Linked DNA regions of Anas platyrhynchos: region 2 is linked to region 1. A link is a contact called in public Hi-C data. All regions are on one chromosome and are shown on one strand. The core of a region is the stretch at or near the end of the contact, and the rest is flanking DNA. Distances in the headings are between cores, read along the strand shown.

Region 1 (7,280 bases), core at 2,331-4,830:
CCTGATGCAGTAATGCCGTATTTCATCAAGCACCAGTCCAGCCTCCCTTCTAACCAGCCCATCGTTATTTGCACTCCTGGTATTTCTCCCAGCTTCACTTTATGCTTTCAGCCTCAATGAACACGAGAGAAAATTGTTGGTAGCATCAGAATTCATTCCCCTCTCTCCAAGCTAGCAGTGTGAAAAGGGGAGAGGGAGAGCAGGGAGCAGCCTCAGAGGGGACTGCAGACTCTGCATTTCCCTGGCAGCAAGGCCATCTGTGCTACGTGACCTACTTGTGGCTGCCGAACAACAACAGCACGCTGCAATAGGAGGTGGCGGCTTTCACTGAGACTGCAGGGCTGCTGGGGATGGAGAGCAAACAGCCAAGGGAACTTTGCATTTCTCTTAACAGTGTCATTTAAAGTCTCAGCCCCTGGCATCATAGACTTGCTGGGTAACGTATAGCCATGTTAGCCCTACTAATAATAGTAAGACAAACTCACTGCTTTATTTATTTATTTTTTTAACTCAAAAGCGAAATCACTTTGAATAATATACATTTCTCCCCTCCCTCCCACAAACATTGTCTATAAGATATATATATATATATTTATTATTTATCTGTAACAAATATACAGTACTGATGCATACTTTTCACTAATGCTTGGTTGAAGCTAGTTTCTTCTCTTATTCATTATTTCTATTGCCTTTGGGGTTTTACACCTCACGTCCACCATCATCATTTCATCATGGGAGCTCTTTGCTGTCTTCAACTCTTGCCTTACTTTTGCTATCTCCAGCAGTTTCTGCTTCTTGTTCAAACTCAAAACAAAACTACCTTCAGTTTCACCAGCCATAGCATGCAAAACAGCAAAACAAATGCTTTCTGCATTTACCCAGCCCCCTGACAAAACCTCTTGCATTGGGCTTTCATTTCCCCATAGGGCTTAGAGTAGAAGCTCCTGACTGTAGCCAAGCTGAGAGGAGTCTCCACATGGTCTTTAAAGGACTCGTTCCCTGTATCAAGCACCTGCAGCTGGGTCACCCTTGCTCCTGGGATAACCACAAGATCTCTACTTATTTCTCTCATGGTGATCTCCATTACTGATAGTAGATGCTGTCTGAACACATCGAAGAGCATTCCTCTTGCTAACTAAATCATTAGCAAAAAGCTGTTATCTGTATCTGTACCATGTACTGATCACAGATACTTAGTAAGCTTTTTTTTTTTTTTATAGATACATATATATATAGATACATATATATATATCTATATGTGTGGTTTTTTTTTGTTTTTTTTTTTTTTTTTTTTTTTTAGATACATATATATCTTTTGGGTGGGAAGGAAGTAGGTCAGAAGAAACTGCCTTAAATTCAGGGCCATCCTCCTTTCAGGATAATACAGTACATCCTCTGCGTGCATGTGTATTCAGGCACTGTTGGTAACACATCAAAAGAGCTCTGCCATGTCAGCACTGAATTTGGAACTCATTTTACCCTGGATGTCTCCTGTGATCTCAGACAGACAGTATCGACAGTTCACAACTTGGGAGAGACAGTTTTTAAAGCTTTCAGCTCAGGTATTCCCATCCACCTGCCACACATCCTTCTTAATATCATCATGCCCTCAATAAATACTCGTGCCATGTCTGACAGACTACAGTGTCACTGATACATGAGGAGTTACTGCCTGCTCAGAGGCTGCAGTGTTTTAGAGGATTGTGCTCCCCAGAAACACATATTGCAATTGGTTAGCAGAAACGTATCACAAAATCTGTCATCAGGCTCTCTGCAACAATTCTTATGAATTATCTTTCTAACAGCCCGTTGGGTGCTTATCAGCAGTAATCCTCCACATATAATGAGAGAATTAACGCTGGCCAGGAAAATTGTATCTTATCTGGAGGCTGGTACTTCCTAAGAGCATAACAACTGTTTAACTTGGCAAGAAACCAAAGCATGACCAGCACGTTGTATTGACAGACTGCTATGACCAGCAGTGCTGTACGCAGCTGCAATATTTCACTGTCTCCTGTTGGCTTCTGCAGTAGGTTAAATCCAAAGACAGGAGTAACACAGTTGAGTTTGAGGTGTATTCATCCAGTATGTGTGCTAGAACAGTATGAATATTGGAATAAAAGCTAGCTGCCTTGTCCTTGTATGACATACGACATAATTATGTCTTTGCTTAGTTTTCTACTTTACCTCTAGTGGAGGTGAAGTTAATCCACAGTTAATTCAGACAGGCATGTAAAGGCTGCAGACCACCCACAAATTTGCCTTTATGAAACACCACAAAACCACCAGGAGCAGCGTACAGCTATTAATAAAAAATATACAAAACAAGATTTAACCATTGACTATCCTGCCTACACAAAACCCAGATAGAAAGCTGCTCTTTGCGCAATGGAAACTTCACCCTCCGGAGTTTTGAAGCCTTGTGAGAAACCCAGCAGACTCCATCGCTGTCAGGCCACGGGCTGAACCCGTTCCAAAGGCTGAACGCTCACGTGCCAGCCTCACAACGCCAAGGGACAAGTGCTGACAATGACACCGGGATGCAAATGTTGCGGCCAGCGATAGGAAGTCCTCCCCGTTGAAGAGCATCACTGCTCATGCAGGGCTCCAAGCACGATGGGCTCCAGGCTCCTGCCTCATACCGGTGAGGCAAGGCTTACAAGGAGAGGCTGAGGGAGCTGGGCTTGTTCAGCCTGGAGAAAAGGAGGCTCAGGGGCGACCTTATCGCTCTCTATAAGTACCTTAAAGAAGGCTGTAGCGAGGTGGGGGTTGGTCTGTTCTCCCATGTGCCTGGCGAGAGGATGAGGGGGAATGGGCTGAAGTTGTGCCAGGGGCGGTTTAGGTTGGATATTAGGAAGAACTTCTTTACCGAAAGGGTTGTGAGGCATTGGGATGGGCTGCCCAGGGAAGTGGTGGAGTCACCATCCCTGCAGGTCTTTAAAAGACGCTTAGATGTAGAGCTCAGTGATATGGTTTAGTGGAGGACTGGGTAGGGTTAGGTCAGAGGTTGGACTGGGTGATCTCGGAGGTCTCTTCCAACCTAGACGATTCTGTGATTCTGTGATTCAGTCTTAAATTAGAAGCATTCCCAAGGGATTAGAGCCCAGACTGAGGGACAGACCCTGCGCTCACTGAGCCGAAACAAGCGTCATTGTGCTGAACATGAGCAGAGTATGGGATGTACGAAGGCCTCGGGAACTGCTCGGATTTAGGACAAGTACCTACCGCTACGTGAATTTGAACATTCACAGAACTGCACCTAATAACACGGTATTTTGTGGTGTGTCTTTTATTGTTCTCATTTTATAGGGGGAAACAAACGTGGTTAGATGAAAAAGAAACAAAGGCTTATTCTCCTGAGGTGCGAATCCAGTAGCGTTTTTATTAAACAACTCAACATGTCCTTGAGGGGGGACACACAGCTTTGACACAACATGTCACAGAGGGGGGACACTCCAGAAGAGCCGAGGGCTCTGCCTGCCCCCATGGAGCCCCCAGCCCACCCCAGGCACCCCCCGGAGCTGCCGGAGCCCCGCTCCCGGCCACTGAGCGCCCACCCCCGGGAGGCCGGGGCAGGATCCGCTCCGCCCTACGAGGCGGGCCCGCAGCGCGTTCCTCCCCTCAGGCAGGCGGCGGGAAGACGGGCTCGGGCCCGCTGCAGCCGCCACCGCCGCGATGGAGGCGGAGGAGGCGGAGAAGGCCGGGGCCCAGGGCGAGAAGCGGGGACCCGCCGACGCCCCGGGGCCCGCTCCCGCCGCCGGCGGCCATTACGAGCTGCCCTGGTGAGGCCTGAGGGGGCCGCGGGGCGCGGGGCGGTGGGGAAAATGGAGCCGGGCGGTGGGCGGGAGGAAGGGCCGAGCGGCGCGGCCATTGGTGGAGAGCGGGGCGCGGGGCGGGACTAGGCGTGCAGGAGCCAATGGGAAGAGGCGGGGGGCGGGGCGAGCCGTGGGCGGGAAGAAAGGGGGCTCGCGCCGCGCTGTCGCCTCGCTTCACCTCAGGGGCGGCTGTGAGGGGGCTGGGGTCGGGGGGAGCCGTGCATGGGGCGAGCCCAGGGGATCCGGCCCCTGCCTCCCCTCGGCGGCTGGCTGCGAGGTGCTCACCGCGGGTGGGATGCGAGAAACCCCCGCTCAGCCCTGCGGGGCCCAGCCCGGGCGAGATCTGGCCCGGTGCCTCCCCTGTCAGCCCTGTTCTGTCAGGCTGAGGCGTGAAGGCGAACCCCAGGCGGTTGTGGTGTTTTCGTCCTTTCTATGCTGGTCAAAATAAAACAACCTGAACTTAAATGTAGTGTGAGCCTCCTTTTCCAGCAGTGTAAAGCGCTATGAAAGTTTGGCCATGTGTGTCTGAAGTGTTTTACTTCTACAGGGTGGAAAAATACAGACCCATGAAACTGTGTGAAATAGTTGGAAATGAAGATACGGTGAGCAGGTTGGAGGTGTGTAGCTGTTGCTTTATTTTTTGATGGGTTAGCTCAAAAAAACATTTTGCACAGAGCCACAGACCAGTAGAGCTCTACTTGAGCATGTGGACAAAAAACTTTATGATTTACTTAAGAAATGACAAGTTTTTGGATATAATAGAGCAATGTCCTAAAGAAACAGGCCTTCTTTGAATTGGGATGTTGCTTAAATTGGCCCAGCTATGATACAACTGTAAAAATGGGTACCTGTTATATTGTTTCAGTGAGTAAGTATAGTTTATATTACTACAGAAGGAAACAGAAACACCACTTTTTTTCTCTGGAAGAAAAATATTTTCCATGACAAATTAATTTGTAAAAGCAGCATTTGCTAGCAGAATGTTTACACTAGCAAATATATCTTTAAAGCAAATAGAAGGGAAAGAGTAAAGACCTGTGAGATTCAGTACTTTAACGTTTTTCCATATTATTCTAGGAACTGACTTAACAGTTCAACTGAAAAACATAAAAGCAGCAATGTGTTTTTTTTTTTTTTTTTAAAAAAAGAAAGAAACCAGGAGGGAAGAAAATAAATGGTAGCTCTGTTACTCATGATTAAAATAGAATAGAATTGGATACTATTTCTTCCTACCATTTTCTTATATGTATACTTTTAATTATTCTTTCTTAGGTCTTTGCAAAAGAGGGGAATGTACCAAACATTATCATTGCTGTAAGTATTGCCGTGTGGTATCTCACTGTTGTGGGTCCTGGCTTCTGAGACACAGCAGCCTCGCGGTATCTGTTTGCATCGTACCTGAGCGTACGGGTAACAATGATGTCGATTGTATGGTTACAGAGCAGTATTTTCAGCAGAATATACAAGAAGTAAACTACCTTCTGTTACTCAAGTACTGAAAACTAACTTGCCCCTCAGGTGCTAATCGAGTGTGTCTTATGCTTCTCCGCTGTTGCAGGCAAGATGCTGAAGACGACTTTTAGACCTATGTTCTCTCTGCGCTTCCTCCGTTGCAGCTGTTTCATGACTGGGGAGCATTGTAGAGCGTACAGCTTAGAAAATGGCATTAAACTTATCAGCAATTGTTGCATTTCTAGGGTCCCCCAGGAACAGGTAAAACCACCAGTATCCTCTGCTTGGCTCGTGCTCTGCTTGGTCCTGCTTTAAAGGATGCTGTTTTGGAGCTGAATGCCTCAAATGACAGGTGAGAGTGAACAAACCTGGTCAAACTTTTAACGAAGAAGCAAGTATCCATTTTTATTTTTAGTTGAACTCAGTTCTGCTTGATAGGTTTAATGTTTTAGTAGGGCTTCTAGTACTTACTTTAATGTAGTTTTTCCAACTCAAAGGCAATTTTTGGTGTCCAACTAGCAACATAGATATTATCACCTGATGTTTTATATCTAGATAGGTACTTTCACACACACACAAATATAAACGGAGTGCAGAATACATAACAGTACTGTCTTCTCAAATTTACTTTGAAGAGTTATGCTTCCTGCATTCATGAAGATCCTGAGAAAAGGTGAATGAGTTGTTTATAATGAAACTCATCAGTACTTAGGAGAAAAAGTGAAGTGATAGAAATTAAGAGTAAGGACAGTTGGGATTAAAACTGTAGGATATGGGTATTAGGTATAGAGAGGACACTGACTCTTCTCTGAGGATCAGGCACTAAAGGCTGATTATATTTCCCAAGCTCTGTAGCAGACCCTGTCCTGATGTATTCTAGGGACATTTTGGGGAGGGTTCAAGAGTACAGTGCTTTGTACCTGCCTTTTGAATTCTGTAGTTCTATAACTGATAGTACAGCATTCGTTTTCTACACTGAACAAAAAGTAAAATCCTTCACTTTTAAAAGTTAATACTTCAGTGGGACTCAGTCTAGGAAGGTATCCGTGTTGTGCTAATATGGTGAAATCTGTCCAGATGTTTTTCTTAAACTGTCTTGATCTATGCCCAGGTTTATTGGTACGGCTCTGTGAAGTACTGGCAAAGTAGCAGTGCAGACTTAAACAGTTCTGCCCTTGTTCGCTTATTACTCCTACCGTTTGCCAAACATAAGTGCTTTTGTGGCAGTAAAGCTAATGACAGAAGCTGTTAAATTGCTTTTTTCAAAACCTCCAAAAAGGAGGGGGATTGGTATTTAAATCCGACTCTGGTTGGCCGTCTGGCTACCAGCACAGCTTCACAACAATTACACTGGCACAGCTGATGGAACGGAAACAAACAGCACAGGAATGGGGAGCACAGGAGCCCTTCAGCCACTGTGTCTGCCGAATAAAATCCATTGTGTAATTTCACCCAACTGATCATAAGTGACTTGAATTATTGTTCCAGAGGCATTGACGTTGTGAGAAACAAAATCAAAATGTTTGCCCAGCAAAAGGTCACGCTTCCAAAAGGCCGGCATAAAATAATCATCCTTGATGAAGCAGACAGGTACGTTGTGTTTTTTTTTTTTTTATTATTTCAGCTACCGTGTGAAATCTTTTTTATCTGTTCTCTGTCTGCAGAGTTGCTGTCTTGGACAGTATTAGATGTTTCTATCAGGTTATCAAAACAATTTAGGAGGAAACAAATGGGTACTGAACAGTGCTTTTAGAAGATTCGTCACATCACGTAGAGATCATTGCTTCAAAGTTGATGCTGAATATTGGGTTGAAACACTTCAGGATTCAGCTTGATCTAATATTAGCATCTTCCAGTTTACTGGCTGATGCAAATGGGACATTCTCCTCTACCTGCATGTAATTAAAAGTATTTTTCAGAGTATTAATGATTTAATTTTGTGTGTTAATTTTATGGAGGCCTCAGCGATTATCTGTGTTGTAGGGTGATCTGTTCACATGCCTAGCAAAAGCT
Region 2 (6,735 bases), core at 160-2,659, 72 kb before region 1:
AGTTTGTAAGTGCTGGCAGTCACCCGGCTGGGTCACAGTCAGAACTCTGTGCTTGGGAGAACAGAGAAGAGCCTCATCTCCACCCAGATGTGTGATTAATTTTCAAACACCTGCTCAGCTCCATTTTTTAAAAGATAAAAAAAATGGAAAAACCCTACAATCCAAAATCTCTTAGACCCCTTTGCTTGCTGCCAACACAGGCTTCTGGGTTTAGGAAGGCTATCACAGGCTCACCTTGTTCCAGAATGGAGACCTGAAGTAGAAAAGCTGTGTGACCTCTTGCAAACCAGCCAAAGCATTCCTCAGCATCATATTTTCAAACTGAAGCCTGCAGAGGAATCCAACAACATGGCACAGCCCCTTCCACAGGTCTAAGTGACCTGAGCGTAAAATGGTACTTGTGGCTATACCATACCAAAGGGTAAGTCCACCCAAAGCCCCCTACTGCTCCTATCAAGTTCAAACTTGCTTCAAGCTATGTCAGCTCACCTACTTTTAGTGGTTGGAAGTGGTTGCAATTAACTGGTATAGTTCAGAGACAGGAGCTGGGTCCAGAACACTTGGCAGCAGAAACATCTGCTTGAAACCCAAGAGCTGCTCTCGGCTGGGTGCTACAGAGCCCTACACCCACATGACAAAGAAACTGGAAAGGAAAGTGGTGGTGTGATGGTGATGCAAACTGCAGGTGGAAAATAGCACAGAAAAGTTTGAAACAGACAAAAATAGTTTTTAAAGTGCAAGGCCCATGACTGACAGGCTTCAAACTATGTCAAAGTTTTGTGGGCAAAGGCTCCCATAGGAGCAGGGGCAGAGGAGAGTAAAATAAGTGAAGGTTAATATGAATCAGTTAAGATGAGTAAGTGGAACTTGTCTGGCCGTGTGGATTTAAAACAACAACAACAAAAAAAAAAACAACACAACACACTCCAGTACTTCTCTGCTCTCCCAAGCAGACAGAACAGCAGATGCAGCACACCCCAGTGTCTCAGCAGTACCCATGTGATGCCAGGAGAGGGGCCCAAACACGGTGATGTCCTCTCAGGCACTGCTACTATAGGCAGCCTCCACCAGAGAGCCACAAGTTGCTCAGGAAACCTTGGCCCTTCATCCCTGCTTGGATGAACACCCAGCCCTGGAGCCCTTTGCTGAACCTGCAGGAGAATCAGAGCGACCCTCCTCAAACTCTGAGGGTCCAATTCACCAGGAGAGCTCATGACAGCAAAGCCGGTGACAGAGTCCTTTGCTGGCCCATTTGCCTCCACATCACCTCCCCTCCTTCCACCAGCCTCCACCACCTCAGGGACAGCAGACTGCCTTTGGACCCAGCCCTTCTGCTGTAACAGCGACTGCAGCAGTGAGCACTGCTGGTAGGCAGCCAGACCAAAGATGCTCACTAGATGGCAACAGCCACCAAAGCACAGAGCCTCCGGAGCCCTGGACAGCCTCCTTGCAGACTGATTCCAGCAGGACAAACTCAGGGCAGTACCAGGAATCCTGAGTAGCCAGGATAAATGTGGGGAGCACTGTCTGAGGGGTGCCTGCATGGCCCAAGGGAGTAGGTTTTGGTATGGCGGCCTTCCTCCAGAACCCCGCTGTTGAAGTCAGTCCATGCTGTTAGCTGCCAGAGAAGCGTTTTCACTGCAGAAAAATCAGAAGGTTAGATGAAGGCTCAAGGGATGAAGAGGGAGTGCTGCAAACCTGCAGCCAGATGCTTGGTGGACAGACCTTAGCAGGACAGTGCCTGCATACCACTGCTGAGTTGGCTGACATTCACTGCTGCTAGGAGATCTGCGTAATCAGCTCGGACACAAGAGGCAGGGATGCCGTACAGATTTCCTTCAGTCTCCTCTATTTAATCAAAATCTCTGAATTTGCTCCTGTTCCCTGATTCTTGTTGTGGGAATCAATTGTTCCTGTTTTTGATAAAATGCCAAAGAGGAGCCTTGCAGACACAGTGCACGCCACAGCAAAATAAAACCATGATGTAGCGGTTTCAGAAAAAAGATGACTTTCAAAAGTTGGGATTTCGGAACACAGCAACAGAAGTGTGAGGACAAGAGCCAGAGAGAGCACCCTTACCCCTCACATCTGCCTTCCACACATTCCACATGCACAAAAGACAGTAAATCATTTCTTTGCACCCTGAAGATGAAGCTTAGATATTTTACCATGCGTGACAAAGAAAGCAGGGACTTGGCTTCACTCCATGACATATTCTGGTTCTTTTCTTTAGAGAACAGGCTGGAAGTCAGCCATCTGCTGCCAATCATTTACTGCTTTCTTGTCCTGACATTCCCAAGCGTTTCTCTTATTTAAAATGAAAACATTTGACTGCTGGACAAAAAGGGGCTGATTCAACACAGAAGCCTTTATTACAGAACCTGAGATCTACCGATGGAAGAACTCTCAGTTCCTGAGTAGTTTCAAAGTTCAATCTCACCTTTAATGTAAGATTTCCTTAAGGAGCCTTGAGAAATCAGCTGTATTTCCCCTGTAAGGAACTTGTGAAGGACAGGAAATCAGTTCCACCTGTACTGGAACCAAGGCCAAAGCACCGCTATATAACTCAGGTCTAAGCATCGCCAAACTCAAACACCTGAGGCTGGGGGTCATTCCCTTATCTAGCTTCTACACAAAAAGAAATACAGCTTCTTAGAAAGCTTGCTAGGTGTCCCTGCCTAGTTTTCTAGACACTAACAAGGGCTGTTTTGAAACAAAAATAGTGGAGGTACAATCGAGGCAGAGGTGATAAGATCCATCAGCAGATAACTGTAGCACTACAGAATTCCTACAAGAACAGACCAGGGCCAGCAATTGTTCTTTCAGATCTTTGAAAAGTTGTTCCCAGGAAAAAAAAAAAAATAGGCCAGAAAAGCCAGAAAAAAAGTCAGAGCTTTATTCTCTATAGTTCTGACAGGCTCAATTTCAGATACAGTGCAAGAAGAAAGTTTATTTATGAAGCACACGTGTGGTAGAAAGCAGACCTAACCCAATCACAGAACCCATTCCTAGCAAAAAACTTAAAGTGCAGTACAATTTAGTATCTTCCCTCTACTCTCTCCTGTTTCCTGCAGCCACCCTGGGTACTTTTCTCCATACAGACCTTACCTGATTCTGCTATAAAATGCTCCGGTAACGAGGCTTCTATTTTATCTCCTGGAAAAATTAGTCCAAAGCTTCAAAGACTCAAAACTGGACTCTTCCTCCCCATTTATAACATCCAACCCAACACACCAACTCTCCCTCCCAGACCCGAAGGAGTTTGGCACCCAGTCCCCGCAGGAGGCCCGCAGGACCCCCGTGCTGGGAGCGCCCAGTACCTGGTACCAGCCACGGCCCCGTCGTTCTTCCCCAGGGGCTCGTCCAGCTCCACGCCGCACCACTCTCCTTTGGCAAAATCCGTCTCTCCCACGTAGCGAACAACTCCCGTCTTCGTCCCACCGACCTGTCAGAGGTAAAATGCTGAGGGTTAGAGACCAACGCTAGCATTACTGCAAGTCGCTTAAAGCCGGAACAGATGTGGAGAGAGAAAGGGAAAAAGCCATCAGCAGCATCTTCTGATTCAGATCTAATGAAACCAGAACAGGCAGTTTTCACGTCAAGTTCTCCTAGCACCAAAGATGCCTCCCCAATAACTACAAGCAAATCTCCCACTTCTGGACGTGTCTGCCTGGAAGATGTCAGGACAAATATAATGAGAACACCAACTAATTGCGTACAGTTGCTTGCCAGACCTTGAAGGAGTTTAAGCCCTGCACACACAGCTTGTACCTGCCTCCTGCAAAGCACAGAGAAATAAGCAAAGTCACACCTTCTGCTCCCCTGTGTACACTTAAAGCTCTCAATGCCCTGAGCAGACCCCAGGACAGTATAAGTCAGAGCTGCACAAGGCTGGGTTTTGATCACCACAACCAGAAGATATTTTACTGAGCAGATGCTGTATCAGCTGCCTCTGCCTTTGCACTGGGAGTGCCTACAGGTGTCCTTTGGTATTTGTGATGAGAAAAGAAAGATGGAAAAGCAGGAGGGATATTATTCTAAAGATCTGTACTTCTAGTAAATCAGCATATAATTTAAACCTTTTTTGGCCTCTCTGTTAAGCCTAGGTTCAAGGAAGAAAGCTTGAAAAAGTTAAGATTTAATTTGCAGCTTTTAACTTCAATGACTGGTGGTTAATTTTGTTTAATAGTAAATTTTAAATAAAGCAGTATAAACCAAATATTACTGCCCTACAGAAATCAGTGATGGAGAAATGCAGAAATCTCCAGCTTTTTATGTTTCAGGGATGTAACAGGTTTACCAATTCTTAATGACTAAATATTCTGGAAATTGCTTATGCAAAGGCAAATGAGTTTTCCCAGCCTAAAAATAACTGCTCCTGAGAGGACCAGAGAGCACAGCTCCAAAGCCTGGCTCCTGCCTCAAGTCCTGGGAGGCTGCGCTGCAGCTCGAGCTGGTCCTCTCTAAGTTTTCCCACTAGGGATGTAGCAAAATGCTGCTTATGGAAAAAACTCTGAAGTTCTGTAGGAAGGAGGAAAATATTTGCCAGCAGGGAAAGCATCAGAAGAAAGACTTCTGGTCCTACACCATGTCCCGGAGTAAAAGGACTTCATTTCAGTATTAGGTACTTGGCAAGTTACAGATTTGAATAGCTTCGGTAAGATTCTTTACGACTTGCTCATAGTCAAACAGCAGTCCCGTTTTTGATTTATCCAAGTCTAGAAAGAATTATTCTCTTAATATTAATGCAATGATTTAATGCCAGTCTAGTACATTTCTTTAGCTACAAGCTGAACTCAATGAAGACATAATTCATCCTCGTGCCATTTATAAAAATGAAGGGAGCTTACCAGCTGTCTTTTTTTTTAATCGAGTTTTAATTACTGATACGGAGCCACATGATCCTGACCCCACTGAACCTCATGTGACCTCCTTAATAACCCAATGAGCTCCCTCCACCAGTGTGAGTCTCCAAACAGCAGAGAAAGTGTGCTTAATATATAAATATTATAAAATAATAAATATATAAAGTGTGCCTAAGGGCACCAGAGCAGGACAGTCAGAGCAGGCTGTGTTCCTACCCAAAACTCACAAATGGGCATCCCACAGCCCCCCAGGTGGCTATAGGATTGTTTCCAAAGTAATGGATTTTATTTCTCTTTTGAGGGTTGGTTATTCTGTCTTTTCCATGAAGCACGCCCTTGCCACACAGGATCATCTTCTCCCTGTTCTGTCCCAAATGCCCCCATGCTCCCTGACGGGGCTGGGAGCGCAGTCAGGAGCTGATTTGGGGTTGCCATGCTCACACGTCAGCATTTAGACCCCTTGTTGAACTTCCCAGCTTCTGGCAGGCACGCAGGAACTCTCGTGGATGGACAGCCTAGAAAATTCACCCGCCCCAGACATGCAGATTTATTCAGCCCCGATAATCTGCTAATGCTGCTCAAATAAATAATGCGTTTTGGGAAAAGCCAGCTGGCAGGTCGCGCCAGTGCGCAGAACAAACAGTCTCATCAAAACAGAAGCATTTGTTTTTATTAGAGCCTTCAACAAATCACAAGTATCACCTTGGAAGGAGGATAGGAGCAGCTTGTGAGGGGCAGCAGGGCTGGCACTCACAGACCCCAAGTCAAGGCAGCCGCTCAGCTGCGCCTTCTCCCCACACCTCGCTGTTACACCACGCTCCTGGAGCAAAACTCTCCAACCTTTTCAGAAGAGCTTTCTATACGTTACCAAGACTGTCAGCAAGATTAGTCATTTCCAAGAGAATGGGATTCTGCTCGATGTAAAGTGTTATTACTTTCAGTTATAGTTATTTTTGCAGAAAAGCAGCTGAAATAGCTCCTTCTTGAAGCTCAAAAATAAACACTATTGACATAGTAAGATTTTGTTGTTGTTCTGTTTTGGATGGTTTCTGATTAGCATTAGTGTTCCATATTTTCACCTGAAGCAAAGAAACCCTTATAATTAACTTAGATCAAGCTCACCACAATCCACCCTCTCCATCTGGACTCCAGCAGCCTCAGAGCCACCCCCCGGCCTCCTGGGGAGTTCAGATCCAGCCTCAAGTTCTCTGCCTTGGCTCCCATGGCCTTTTCCATGCTTTTGATGAGAGACCATCGTCCTGACCTGGCCTTTCCTCAACAAAAGACCTCCAACAGTCCCAAGAAAGTCTTGGGCTTGACGTTCAGAGCACAAAACCAGGGCTGCTACCATGGTTTCTGTGCTTAACGGGTGAGTCAGAAAAGCACGGTGCAGTCACAGAGGAGACATCCACGCGCCTCTCCTGCGATCTGTAGTAACGCTGACATCATGTTTTACTAGGGTTTTCTCATCGAAATGACAAAATTGGACCCAGACCAGTATCCCAGGGCTGAAAAGACAATGATGCTAATCCTTCCAGACACTGTCTTCAGCAGAGCTGCTGATATATCGTTTAAACAATTTGCCCAATTAGCACCAGCCATGTCTCGAGCTGGCTGCTGGAAGTCAGACCCCTGCAGCCTGTGTTCGCTCCTTCCCCTTACGCCCTTCCCGCTCACCCCACTGCAGTTTCATGCTCTCAGCAAGAACCTCCTAACAGCCATCCCCAGCCTGTGGCAGTGCAGTGCTGTAATTCACTCCAGTACTGCTCAGGGAAAACAATAATCATAAAAAAGTGGAATTCAGGCCAAGAGGGACCGTTCCCCACAACGCCAGGCACAATTCAGGGGCCAGCACTGGCTGTAGACCCCT

What was found. Hi-C and Micro-C count contacts between places; a contact is called where the count stands out from the background.
Region 2: a Hi-C map of subcutaneous adipose tissue shows a contact between it and region 1, with 4 times the contacts expected there. The contact joins the enhancer-like site here to the promoter of RFC2 in region 1. A contact is called at or near these places in 5 of 8 Hi-C or Micro-C datasets (F1 follicle, liver, skeletal muscle and 1 more).

What each region holds. Positions count from the first base shown.
Region 1 is chr20:8,389,678-8,396,957 of IASCAAS_PekinDuck_T2T, reverse strand. It overlaps RFC2 (replication factor C subunit 2), which reads left to right and starts at 3,580. Exons shown (of 11, transcript XM_027445959.3): 1 at 3,580-3,782; 2 at 4,363-4,432; 3 at 5,088-5,129; 4 at 5,513-5,619; 5 at 6,756-6,857. The coding sequence starts at 3,676.
Region 2 is chr20:8,459,910-8,466,644 of IASCAAS_PekinDuck_T2T, reverse strand. CLIP2 (CAP-Gly domain containing linker protein 2) reads right to left here. Exons shown (of 16, transcript XM_072026254.1): 4 at 3,321-3,445. Among named protein-coding and RNA genes, the nearest start is that of GTF2IRD1, 39 kb to the left of the region's middle. Within about 2 kb of position 1,409, at least 1 of the 8 cell types and tissues checked has an H3K27ac peak or open chromatin away from gene starts, as enhancers often do. A contact at or near this core is called in subcutaneous adipose tissue, where this site is marked.